3 separate regions of the Gossypium hirsutum genome follow, and all the other regions are linked to region 3. Evidence: chromatin contacts called from public Hi-C data. All regions are on one chromosome and are shown on one strand. The core of a region is the stretch at or near the end of the contact, and the rest is flanking DNA. Distances in the headings are between cores, read along the strand shown.

The links. Hi-C and Micro-C count contacts between places; a contact is called where the count stands out from the background.
Region 1: a Hi-C map of leaf shows a contact between it and region 3, with 5 times the contacts expected there. The contact joins the promoter of LOC121204573 here to the enhancer-like site in region 3. A contact is called at or near these places in 5 of 34 Hi-C or Micro-C datasets (callus, leaf and seedling).
Region 2: a contact with region 3 is called in a Hi-C map of leaf, with 2.7 times the contacts expected there. The contact joins the promoter of LOC107947889 here to the enhancer-like site in region 3. A contact is called at or near these places in 8 of 34 Hi-C or Micro-C datasets (hypocotyl, leaf and petal).

Annotation. Positions count from the first base shown.
Region 1 is chrA08:93,104,549-93,108,805 of Gossypium_hirsutum_v2.1, forward strand. It overlaps LOC121204573 (probable indole-3-pyruvate monooxygenase YUCCA10), which reads right to left and starts at 1,440. Exons shown (of 4, transcript XM_041074651.1): 1 at 753-1,440; 2 at 197-430. The coding sequence starts at 1,364.
Region 2 is chrA08:92,912,594-92,916,686 of Gossypium_hirsutum_v2.1, forward strand. It overlaps LOC107947889, which reads right to left and starts at 2,614. Exons shown (of 1, transcript XM_016882395.2): 1 at 1,600-2,614. The coding sequence starts at 2,442. The coding sequence ends at 1,981.
Region 3 is chrA08:93,002,773-93,007,221 of Gossypium_hirsutum_v2.1, forward strand. No RefSeq gene overlaps it. Among protein-coding and RNA genes, the nearest start is that of LOC121205238, 36 kb to the left of the region's middle. Within about 2 kb of position 2,624, at least 2 of the 9 cell types and tissues checked have an H3K27ac peak or open chromatin away from gene starts, as enhancers often do. A contact at or near this core is called in hypocotyl and leaf, where this site is marked.

The DNA.
Region 1 (4,257 bases), core at 190-2,689, 100 kb after region 3:
TTTTTTTGTTCACGTTATTGTTACAAACCCTCGTACCCTCATTTCCTTTTTTCCTTCAAGAATACCAATCAATCGGTTATATTATCAATTTTCAGTTCGATTGATTTGACCATATGTACAACAATAATTAAAAATTCATTTTTTTTAATGGAAGTTGTAACATAGTAATTGGTAGAGAAAATGACAATAATATTACCCGAATCTCCTGGGACTTGATCTTCTTACATGTACCAATATCAGTAATAGGGTATTTTCCATAGGCAGCTTTCATGAAAAATGGACCTTCCTTGGGCCTGTAGATTCCGTACTTGGACAAGTCCCCATAAACAAGCTTGCTAAGCATCACCATTAACGAGTCCACCAAGTTTACCCGTATATACTTCACCAAAATTAACCCCAAGTAAATCATATCCCTTGAAAGAACGTGAACCTGCAAAACATATCAACCATTGCAAGTAATTTAACCGGTTTCATCACTTCAACCATTACAAACAACTACAAGTTAAATATGGTTTTAGTCCTTGGTAATGATTTGATATCAAGGCAAGTCATTAGTTGACCCCTTCACATTATTTAATATTTTAGTTTTAATAAAATCATTAGCAAGTTGAAGATACAACTTCCATCACAAAAAGATTTATATCAACATTATTTGAAAAAAATAATCCTATTAATTTATTAGAATAATTAATAAAATTATAAATTATGTGAAATTCGAGGACTATGGAACCAAAGTTCAACTTGTTAATTACCGGGCTTCGAACAACTAAAGAAGTTTGGGCACCATGATTGGCAAGGTCAAAAGCGATCTCCATGCCCGAATTCCCCGACCCCACAACCAAAACCTTCTGGTTTTGAAACGCCTTCCCATTTCTGAACCGCGTCGAATGAAGAACATCGCCGGGGAAAGTATTAAGCCCTTCAATCACCGGCGTAAAAGGGTCGCTCGTTTCACCGCTAGCCACCACCAAGAACCTCCCTTCCAACTCCTCCACCTCGCCAGAACCCAAGTTCCTGGCCTTAACAATCCATTTCCCGGTCTCTCCGTCGAACTCTGCTGACTCGACGGTCCGACGGTACAAAGGGCTGATCTTAAAACGAGAAACGTAGTCGTCTAAGTAGCTTACGAACTGTTGTCTGGAGACGAAACGTGGGTAAGAGTCGGGGAAGGGCATGTGAGGGAGCACGCAGAATTGCTTGTCTAAGTGAAGGTGGAGACGGTCGTAGGCGTATTTCTTCCACAGAGAAGCGATACAGTCTTCTCTTTCAAGGATTATGTATGGGATTGAGTGGTGGTTAAGGCAAGCCGCCATGGCCAGCCCCGAAGGGCCCGCTCCGACGATAATGACCTGTTCTTTTTGCATCCCCGACGATAATGACCGGCTATGTAGTAGCGCGATATCAAGCAGAATGGGTCGCTGCCTTGGGGATGGAAACACAGCTGTGGGCAGATATTTATACTATTATAGTACCACATTGTTTATTGAGAAATTATTTGTTACGGTTGGAGATTTTAGATTGAAGATCAAGGGTTGATAAATGTGGTTAAAGATAATAGTAAACTATTTAAAAAATAGAAGTATATGATAATTTTTTAAGATTATTTTATCACTGATTAATAGTGGCAGTTTTTAAAATTGACATAATAATTTTAATCATTAATATTTATATTTTGTAGTAATTTAGCGTTTATTTTAAAAAACTTAACTCTTAATTTTTACACAGAGTAATTTGGGTGACCAAAAAAAATAAATTTAAAAAATTCGATAACTATTTTGTAACTTTTTATAGTTATGTGACAAACAAATTAAGTGAAAATTAGTAAAATTTACCTTTTATAAAATTGTTTCTTAAAGATTTATAAAATTGTTATTGGACAAATGGGTTTAATGATTTTAGTTATTCTAATACGTGTTCATTTAAAGATTTTATATAAAAAGATAAAAATCTTTATATAAAAATATGTTTTAAGCTTTTTTTAACTATAAATTGATATTGATTAACTCATGACATTAATTTAATTAAGAGTATTTTAAGAATATTAAATTAAAAATTTATATTATAAATTTACAAGAAAGATTAATATGGCTTTAGCTATAATAATAAAAGTTGATGTAATGAAGATATTATAATTTGTAAGTATTTTTCAAAAGTTGATATAAAAATATAAAATGATGGAAATGATATATATTTTTAATTACTCATAAAGATGTGTTGTTAATTTGCAGTGATTACACGTAGTGACTTGAGATTTGACTTGCGGTGCTTTTAAATTAGGAAACTTATTTACCTATGCTCTTAGGATATACACACTTTCATTTGGATTATACTATCTTCTTGTAAAACCAATATTAATAACATCAAAATAAAATAAATTTTATTCATTAAATACAAAATTTGGTACCAATTAAACAAAATATACGAATATTAGGTGTACACATAGATTAGTTTGGCACCGACACCTTCCCCAATTTGAGGATAAATTACAAACCTAAAAAATTATAATTATTCCATTAATTATATTTAAGATTAAATTCTTATCAAGTAAGAATAAATTTAAAATTAAAATATAACTCACACATGATAATATTTAAATTATAATAAATTTTTAAAAAAAATTTATATGTGTTTTACACAAAGAGTGGATCTTAATTTGGGATTTCAAAATTCTAAACATCTTAACCCTACTATTAAATTAAAGTTTCATTCATAAAATTAGTTACCATTAATAAAAGGGATAAAATTCAAAATTACGCATGAATTGTTGTCTAATATGTAATGTTATAAATGATTTTTTGGTGAATATATTTTTTATTTTAAAATATCATATTAGTGAACTTATTAGAAAATTTAAATAGAATTAACAATTAAACTTAAAATTTAAAATATAAAAAAATTAAATTTCAAATATACAAAAAAAAATAAGTACTTAAAAGCATATTTTAAGCTATTATATATAATATCTATTTTAGTTACACCTAGGACATTGTTGTATGAATCTCATAGATTAGATTTTTTTTTAAAATTTTATATAAAAAATTAATTATAAGTGAATATGGTGTGATAGTTATTACAATAAATCATAATTTTCGATTTTAATGTCGTAAAAATATAAATTTTGTATTCAAATAAGAAAAAAAACATCTACTCATACTATTATTATTTAAAAATTTTACTTAATTTCTATGATGAATTAATCCCAAATTTATTTAAAAATATAATTATTTTATATATTGTTGCTGGAGTAAAAAAAAATCTATCTAAATTGATGTCATTTGTTTGTAGAGTATAATAAAATAATAATTAAAAAAAACGCTTGGCATTAGTTTATATATACTTGTTGAATTTTTTACTCTATTAATATTAGACAGAATAATTACTCTACTAAAAAGTTATTATTTATACCAAACAACAAATAATATTTAAAAATATTTTTATCTGAAATAAATATTATTTTTAAAGATATTTTTATTTTTTATATAAAATCTAAAAGGTACATGCATATAATAAAATTTGAATTCGACTTTGATTTCTTCAATTTTATTATTTCAACTAAAAATATATTTAATTTTTATATAAATATTCCGTAGAGGGATAATTTAGATATAAATTCTTGGATTTAACCTTAAAATTATAAAACATTTGAAGATATTTGCAGTTGCTTTTCCAACCATACAACTTTTTAGGGACGTCTATGCCACACACGGCAGATTATTTTATGCTGTTGTTATCGATGCTTTTATTTTTATTTTTTTAAAAGGTTTAAATGATGAATTAATATTTAAATTATACCTTTTTCGAATTTTATTTTGCTTTTTTTTTCTTTGGGATTGAAGTGATATTTAAATTATCATCTTCGGTTAAAAGTTTTCACATCACAATAAAAATCGCATTTATTTCAAAATAAAAATAAAAATTTTAAAATTTATATTTATTTAGAAAAAATATTTATAAATGTATAAAAATTCAAATTCAAATTTAAGAACATAAATTTAACAAAACTATACCGAAAAATTAAAATATATATTAAAAAATTCAACAAATCTTCGAAATAAAAGTTTAGAAATTTCAAATTTATAAAATATTATTTTTTATAATATATACATTTTAGAAACATAAATAATTCAAAATATATAAATTTTAGAAATAAATAATACTCAATTAAAAGTTAATTGACAATCAACAGTATTTTATGCCATGTTTCACTATGTGATTAAACTACATAAAGGTTTTCTTAATAAATAAATAAAAAACAAA
Region 2 (4,093 bases), core at 1,364-3,863, 90 kb before region 3:
ATGTTAAAACAAAATCCGAATCTTTTCGCCTCTTTGCTTTCTTCTTCACAGAACTTGCTCCAGCTGACTTGTGTTTATGGTTGCCATTGCCGGAAGCTGGTGCTGGTTCGGCTCTAACCGACAGAGCGGAACAGCAGTTGAATTGAAGTAATTTTGGTTAAGGCCAGGCGTAGATTGGGATACTTGTTTTTACTAAAAGGGAAAAAAGGTGAAAACCCCGACGGGAAACAAAAACACCGTTCATTACTTTCGAAATACCCATTTCATTTTCCTCAACCCTAGACATGTTCGCGTGAACCAAATTTACACAAAAATCAGGAATTTTAACCAAAAAAATTGCCTTTTTCCTCAAAAACAAGAAATACCCATTTCATTTTCCTCAACCCCAGACATGTTCGTCCACAAAACCAGTGTCCTCTGTCAAACAAAATTACACAAAAATCAAGCTTTTCAACAACTTCTTTTTCCCTTCTTGCAAGTCTCTTCACTTTACCCTCTTTTTTGCACGAAATTAAGCTCCCGTTTTAACCAAAATTAAACAAAAAATTAGGGGTTTTATCCAAAAAAGAAAAAGAAAAAGAAAAAAAGAGATGAGTATGAATCAGTTTACTCAGATCGATCAATCTGGGTTCCAATCCAGCGGTCGGCTAGTATGCCCATACAGATGCCATTGAAAGGGAAGCAAAGGGAGGACAACCACCATCATGGAAGATGACGTTGGTTCAAAAGATTAACTTAAAATTTTGTATCTTTTAAAGGGACTAAAAGAAGAAATTTTCATGTTACAAAATGTTCAAAAATTGGTTGAGAGAACATTTTGAACAATTGTATAATTAAATTTAAAAAAAAAAAGTCAAAATAGGAAGTGATATTATATTAAGAGTAAGTAAGAAGATAGTTGAAGCTTGATTCTTTTAAATAGTACATTTAATAATATAGGAGTTAATATGATTTAGTCCCGACATCACGAGTACTTTTCACATATATAATGTGGGGTAAAGTTAAAAGAAAATGAAGAGTGAAAATCTACTATTTTACCCCAACCCCTTGTTATTGCAGCAACCTTTGGTGTTTGAAAGTAAGTTCTCAGCTGCAATCATTTAAGTAGAAGGTTTTTAATCTCTATGAATTTAATGTGGAAACTCACTGAGTTGAAGGTTAGCTTCAACTGCAATGTTAGTTCAACATGCATTAAATAATAATAAAAAAATGTATAAAGTTGAAAAGATTTATTAAAATAATAAGGTGATTTTGTCTTTTTTAACCTATATTCTGCTTCCAATTCTATTAACCAAAACACTATAAAGAAGGCATGTAAATTTTGGGAATTATGTGATTTTAGAGTTGGGGTTCAATTCTAATCACTCTCCCCATTTTATAAAACAATAATAAAATCTAATGTCACTTAAATTCAAATTACTACCCACTCCCAATTCATATGTTTAGATTAACCAAATGTTTCACTTTTTTTTTTTAGTGTAACCAAATAAATAACTTCAATTTTAGTTTTTGATACCAATAGATATTTTTATCAATATTTACAAATATTTATATTTATCACACACCATTATCAAAAAAAGAAAAAAAAAAGAAAGAAAGTAAATCTAAAACTTACTGCATTTTTGTTACATTTATTCATAATTTGAATCCATATCAGAAAATGCCAGAAATATTCATTGCCTGGCTGCTCCACCTCTCCATTTCAGATTTGCAGCAAACTTTATTAACTGCAAAATTAAATTTATGAAAGAAATAATCATCTATTGATTCATTTGATTTTCTTTTCCTTATAAAATCATGTTTATATATTTACAATTAGCATCAATTTCAATTTTTTAAAAAATAACGAAAAACCTAAGAGGCGAAAGAACTAAAAAATATGGTGATATGTAACAAAAAGAAAAAGACGACTGATGAATGCTTGTTTAGCTAGCGAGAAAAAAAAAATAAGAACCAAAAAAGGAAGAAAACCCAGATTTTCTAGGAAGCCAAACAAGTTTCCCAAAAAAGCCTGTTCTTTTCCATCTCATTCATGGTTTCGCTTGAGTTTGAGTTTTCAGCTGATGAAGAGGATTTCTTTTCTTTCCCCACACCAACTCCTTTAATACGTTGATCATCCCTGCAACTTTTTTTATACAATTGAACCTCCTTTTGCTCCACCACCCCATCGTCATCGTCGTCATCATCTTCATCATTGACACCTTCAACAACATTTGCAAATTTGTTTTTTAAGCTACCACCAACCTCTCCAACACCATGAACAACATCAGGTGCAATATCACAGCTACATGACTCGGCATCATCATCATCACCATCATCATCGTGACTGATGTCAACCATGGCTGGATCGGAACTACAACCAGATTCCGAATCGCCGGTGGCCTCGAAGAGCAAGAAAGAAGACACGTCAACAACTTTACTTCTTCTTCTTCGGATACCCATTAATAACCTGTAATTACCAAACCGCAAAAAACAAAACGGAAATTCAAAAGAAAATTTTTATTGGTACTGACTTTGGGTTATTTAAGCCTTTGCTATATACATCAGAAAGTTTCATAAGTAATAATTAAAAAATAAATAAAATAGAAGGAGGGAAGGGTGGGCTACTATTGCTATTGCTACCGTGTTTGACGCATTGGAAAATTTTATTATAATGAAAAAGAAAATTTTGGTTTCTAGAAGGAGATAAATATACGCTAACGCAACGGTTGATATTGATAGAATCACAGTTCAGACCAGAGTAGGCCAGGTCCCACCCTTCTAGAAGCTTAACAATCACATAAATATCAAATCTTCTAGAACCCCACGTTCCTAATTATATTTATTATTATTATTATGGCAGTTTCTTTTTTTGTTTTATTTAAAGAATAAAATACTTTTTAAAAATTACTTTATTAGGTTAATTTTTGAGAAATTTACAAGAATAAATTGATTAATGAAAACACTTTTAGCTGGAAATATTTTCAGGTGAAATGTAAAAAAATGTTTCCAACTAGAAACGCTTTTATCGTGTTGCTAGTAAAATACTCTAAGTAGAACGCGTTTTTGCCAACTCATTTAAAAGCGCTTCCAGTTGGAAGCATTTTCCCCAATAGCAACCCCCCAATGGCTACTTTCCCCACAGCTAATTAAAATAGCCGTTGGCACTCATCACCCCCAACAACTACATTTTTCGAAACCCTATAAAACCCCCTTACTTTATTTCCACAAATTTCACTCATATATCTCTCAAAATTCACAAATCACTCTAAGAAATTTATCAAATTCTCTGTTAAATTCTTACTTCAATTTTATTTCTCTCTAAATTATATTTTTTATCAAAATTATCTTAATATTTTTGCAAATAAATTTTTATTAAAAATTAATTCTTATTTTTCAAAATTAGAAATGGATGGATCTCTAATCCATTTTGATGACAAGCACATTTTCGTTGATCAATTGCAAGTGGTAAGAATATTTTTTGATATATTTCAATGTTTAATTTTTTTTATTTCATTGTTATATTTAAATTTAATTTTTTTTCGTAAATGTGCGAAAGATCAAATTTTGGAGTGTTATATCCGTAATCTACCGACTCCTCAATCACCCTTGATTGAACTATACTTGAGGGAAGCCGATTTTTCGCACATGGCCTTTGTAGGTTGGGGGTGTAAGTTGGACCCAACACTCGTAAGTGTGTTGGTGAAAAGATGGAGACCGGAGATGCATACATTTTATCTTTCATGCGGTGAGTGTACTATCACTTTAGAGGACGTGTAGTTACAGTTGCGGTTATCGGTGGATGAGTCAGTAGTCACTGGGTCAATTCACGTGGCCGATTGGAGAGGTGCATACGATGAACTTTAGGGTTTGGTTTTGGAGACAATTTATGAGGTAGGACCAAAATGAGTTGGTTAAGAAGAAACTACGAAGGGCTAGATGAGGATTTAGTTGAAGTCAAAAGAGAACGACACGTTCGGGCGTACATCCTTCAAATTATCGGGGGTATCCTAATTCTAGATAAGTCACAAAATCTCTCCATCTAATGTCGCTGCTGAAACTTGTCAACTAAGAACTCAGTTGGGGGTCCGTTGTGTTGGCGATATAATACTGG
Region 3 (4,449 bases), core at 1,374-3,873:
CTTAAAACTGAAAAGATAAGTAAAAACTATTATAAAAAATAAGATTTTTTTCAAGATAAATGAAAATTTTTCTGATAGAAATAACTAAATATTTCCAATTAAATTAGTTTATTGTTAATAAAAAAACAGTATTACTATCCAACATAAAGTTTAATACACAAATTATCAAATCAATTTACTAAGTGGAGTACATATATATATATAATATTGAGACATGAGGAAAATGTGGAAAAATGATGGTGACCTGCTTATGACTTCCAACATTCATTTACTTCAAAAGGTTGTATTGTTTTGGGGAGAAGTAGAAAAGGACATAAATATAGAAATTTCAAAGGGAAAGTCCAACTTAAGAAGCCAAACAAACTGAACTGCCTGGGAAATTAATTAAAAATAATCACCATCGTGATGAAGATGAAGTTGAGTTACATCAGCTGGACAACGCTTCTTTTTTAACAACCATAATTTATTTAGGCTAAACTCTCCCTATATTTTTTATTACTTAATTTTTAAAACTTAGGTTAATAACTAACTTAGCACTTCAACTATAACTAAAATATCAATTTGATACTTTCAAAAAAAAATTAATAACAATTCTAAAAAATTTCAAGGGTAAACTACTTGTCACCTAAGTTTTAATGTGTTCGTATTTTGGTCAATTAATTCTTTTTGTTAATTTAGTGACTTCCATTAGATTAATTGTCATTTTTAGTTACTCTACCGTCAAAATGCCTTAGTCACTGAACGAAAGCTGATGTGGTAGTCTTTTGATTGCTATAATAACAAATTTAGCCCTTAACACTTTATATATCCTGTCAAGTTGGTCCTAATTCTAGAAAATTTCAATAAATTTAACCCTTAATGTTTGCACATTTTATCAATTTAGTCCAAATTCAAAAACTTTATAATTTTAAAAACTTGAAAAATATATAATTTATTACAAAAAGACATAAAAATATAAAATATTAAAAAATATATAACATTACATAAATGTTTAATTGCCATTTGGTCCTAATTCTAAAAAATTTAAAAATATATATAAATAAGATATTAAAAAATATAAAACATTAAAAAAAATCAAAACCCAAAATCGAAGTAAGTAAAGTTTCCTTAGTTATAATTCAAAACCATGAAAACTCAAAAAATGCTCCTACATTTGATATATTCAACTGCACAACATTGCGATTAAAAAATTACAAGAAAAAATGTTCAAAATTTTCTTTCCTATTACCAGATTTTCTGGTCAACCAAACAAAAGGGATAAACTTTGTAAAACAACGCTCATCCCTTCATCTTTAGGCTTCCCATTGTTCTAATACTCCTACCAAACCTTACAATCTTAAATATCATATCAAATCTATACCCAACTTTACCAGACCCAAAAATCCATCATCACTTCGTCATCGAGCATTCATCGTTAAATCCACACCCAAAGTCAATTTTTTTATATAGACACGCTCAAACTCAATTTCACATTTTTCTTAATGAGGAAAAACGATCATGAAGCACCACTTAGCCTTAAGCATTTAAATCCCTCAGAGCCCTACACTTTGCCACCAAAATAAAACTTGTGATGTTTCTATAAGTCAAGGCTTTCTTATTTGAATCCCTCAACCAACTGTTTGATCATGGTGCTGGTTGGATTTGGTAGTGATTGATTCAAAAAAATTAATTCAAATGACTCGTTTAGCTTGATGGGGTTTAAAGATGAAAAGGAAATATTTGTTCAAAAAATTTAAGAGAAATTGAAGGTAAAATTTGTTGAATTCCTAAAATATTTTGTTAAAAATTCAAGAAATATTGATTTAAATCCCTTAGCCAAATTCATATTTAAGCCTTTATGTTAATTTATATATATATATTTAATAATTTATATTTTTATGTCTTTTCATAATAAATTTGATATATTTTCAAGTTCTATTTTTTTAATTTAAACTAAATTGACAAAATGTGCTTATATTGAGGGTTAAATTTGTTGAAATTTTTAGAATTAAGAATAAATTGACAGAGTATGTAAGGTGTTAAAAGGCTAAATTTATTATATAAATCAAAAGATTGCCATGTCAACATTTTGTTTAGTAACCAAGACATTTTAATGGTGGAGTGACTAGAAATGACAATTAACCTAATAGGGTGACTAAATTAACAACAACAAAAAATTGGTGACCAAAATAAGAACACGTTAAAACTTGGGTGACTATCTGAGTAGTTTACCCTTTAAATTTTTTAGAATTATTATTAAGAAAAACTTTAAAAGCATCAAAATGATATTTTAGTTATAGTTCAAAGGCTAAATTGATTATTAACTCTTTAAATTAACGTGTCACATCATCCTCTTAACGGGAGGTTAACGGATAAGTGACCAAAATATAATATTTTGATAACTTTAATGATAATTATGTAACTTTTAAAAGTTAAATAACTAAAATTTGATTTTAATAAAAATTTAAAGATAATTGGTATAGTTTGCCCAGTTATTTATTAGTAGAATAGGAACAGTCCAAGACTAAAAAACCCAAAAACGATATATAATAAGTGGAAAACAAATGTTCAAATGGCCCAAGAGCTCAGCTCCAAACAACATGGGCAAACTCTAGTTCCCAAATGGAAAGGGATCCAATCGGAGACCATGTTTGTCAGTGAGAAACCTAAGGAACCAAACCCCACAATTGTGAGACAAAATGGGTAGGATACTCACTGCTAACAAAAGGAGTCAACGCCCACAAGTCCGTCGGATCGTATACAAGAGTATTTCGGGTTTGAGTTTGAATATTTAAGACTCTAAACTCAGTTTAATTCGACTTATTTTTTTGTTTTTAATATACTACATTGAGAAATATTTATTCTACTACTAGTGAAATTTTTAGGCTCCACGAGTAAGTTAGAAACATAACAAGTGTTCAATAGAAGTATAGTAAAATATTAAAAAAAGACATTATAAATTTTTTAAGACTGCTTATGGAATAAAAAAAATAAACTGTCAATGTACCAAATATGAACCTTATTACATTATATTATTTGTATCTATCATGTAATTTATAACACATAAAAGTTAAATTTATAGTAGCTTAAAATATGTCATAAGTTTCTATACTTTTCACAAATTTAGAATTTTGTCTCTATACTTTTCAGATTTCAAAATTCAAGTTCAATTATTAACGTTGCTAATTTTTTTGTTAAATTTATTTGTGTGATATTTTGAAATTTAAAAAAAAAACTTAGTAGTAGTGTAACTAAAAGCATGATGTTGTAAGAACATGAATTAAAAAAAATAATCTTAGTGTTAAGAGTTGGACCTGAATTTTGAAATCTAAAATGTAAATGAGCTAGATTCCTAAAAATGAAAGTATAAGGACTAAATTTTAAATTTATGATTAGTATAGGGACTTATGGCATATTTTAATCTTTATAGTAATATATAATACTATAATGTGAACATTAAAAAGATAATAAATTACTTATATATAAATTTTAAATAAATATAAAAAAATAAAATTATTAAATTATTAAATTAAAAATAATAATATGAATAGATTTAAAATAAGCTTAAATTAATCATTTATAAATATAAATCATATTTCAAATTAAATCAGGTTTAGATAAATATAAATTATGGTAATAAAATGCAAAAATCGGGCTTAAATCCAACTAGTAGGACTTTTACTACTAATTATGGAATCTACAAAAATAATGAAAATCTTAAGAAAAAGATTGGATGTAACTATTATTAGCCCATCTAACTAGTGGGCCTTGAAAATGGGTAAGCGGAAAGGATGATACAGTTAGACCTCAAAACACAAAAGTTGGTTGGCTTATCGAATCTTATGCAACACTAGATTTTATCAGATACATGACCTAATCGTATTGAAATTATATTTATATAAAAAGCTAATAAATAAGTTAGTTATAAGAACAGCCATAAAGTTTATTTTTGAATAAATTTTTGTTAGGTAATGAGTGTGGAATTCATCAAAATTAATTATTTTACTCTTAAAAATATATTAAAATCAAAAGATAGGTGAATCCCATTGAGACAGAAATAATCAGATTTGTTAAAATATCTTTTGGCTAAAAGAAAAATAGTATTTAAACGGTTGCAAAAATAGTAAATAAAATGTAGAATCATGTAAAATAATATTTTAAAATAAAATAGATTTAACCAAATCAAAAAAGCTCTTCCCTCATGTACCAGGTTAGTTTCAGAATTTATGATGATTAGCTCATAATTTCTAACTTCATTCTAAGCCCGTTAAATTAATTGAGTCTAATCAATGACTAGTCGTAAATTAATTGCAAGAAAAGTCTAACAATTACTCTTATCAAATCAACAACATTAAGAGTAGCTCCTATAGATTAATTCCTTGACAACCTTGCAAATAAGAAATACCCGACTCTAATCAATGAACTCAATCATGTTAACTTATTCTTTGGTTAAAATAATATGAAAATTAT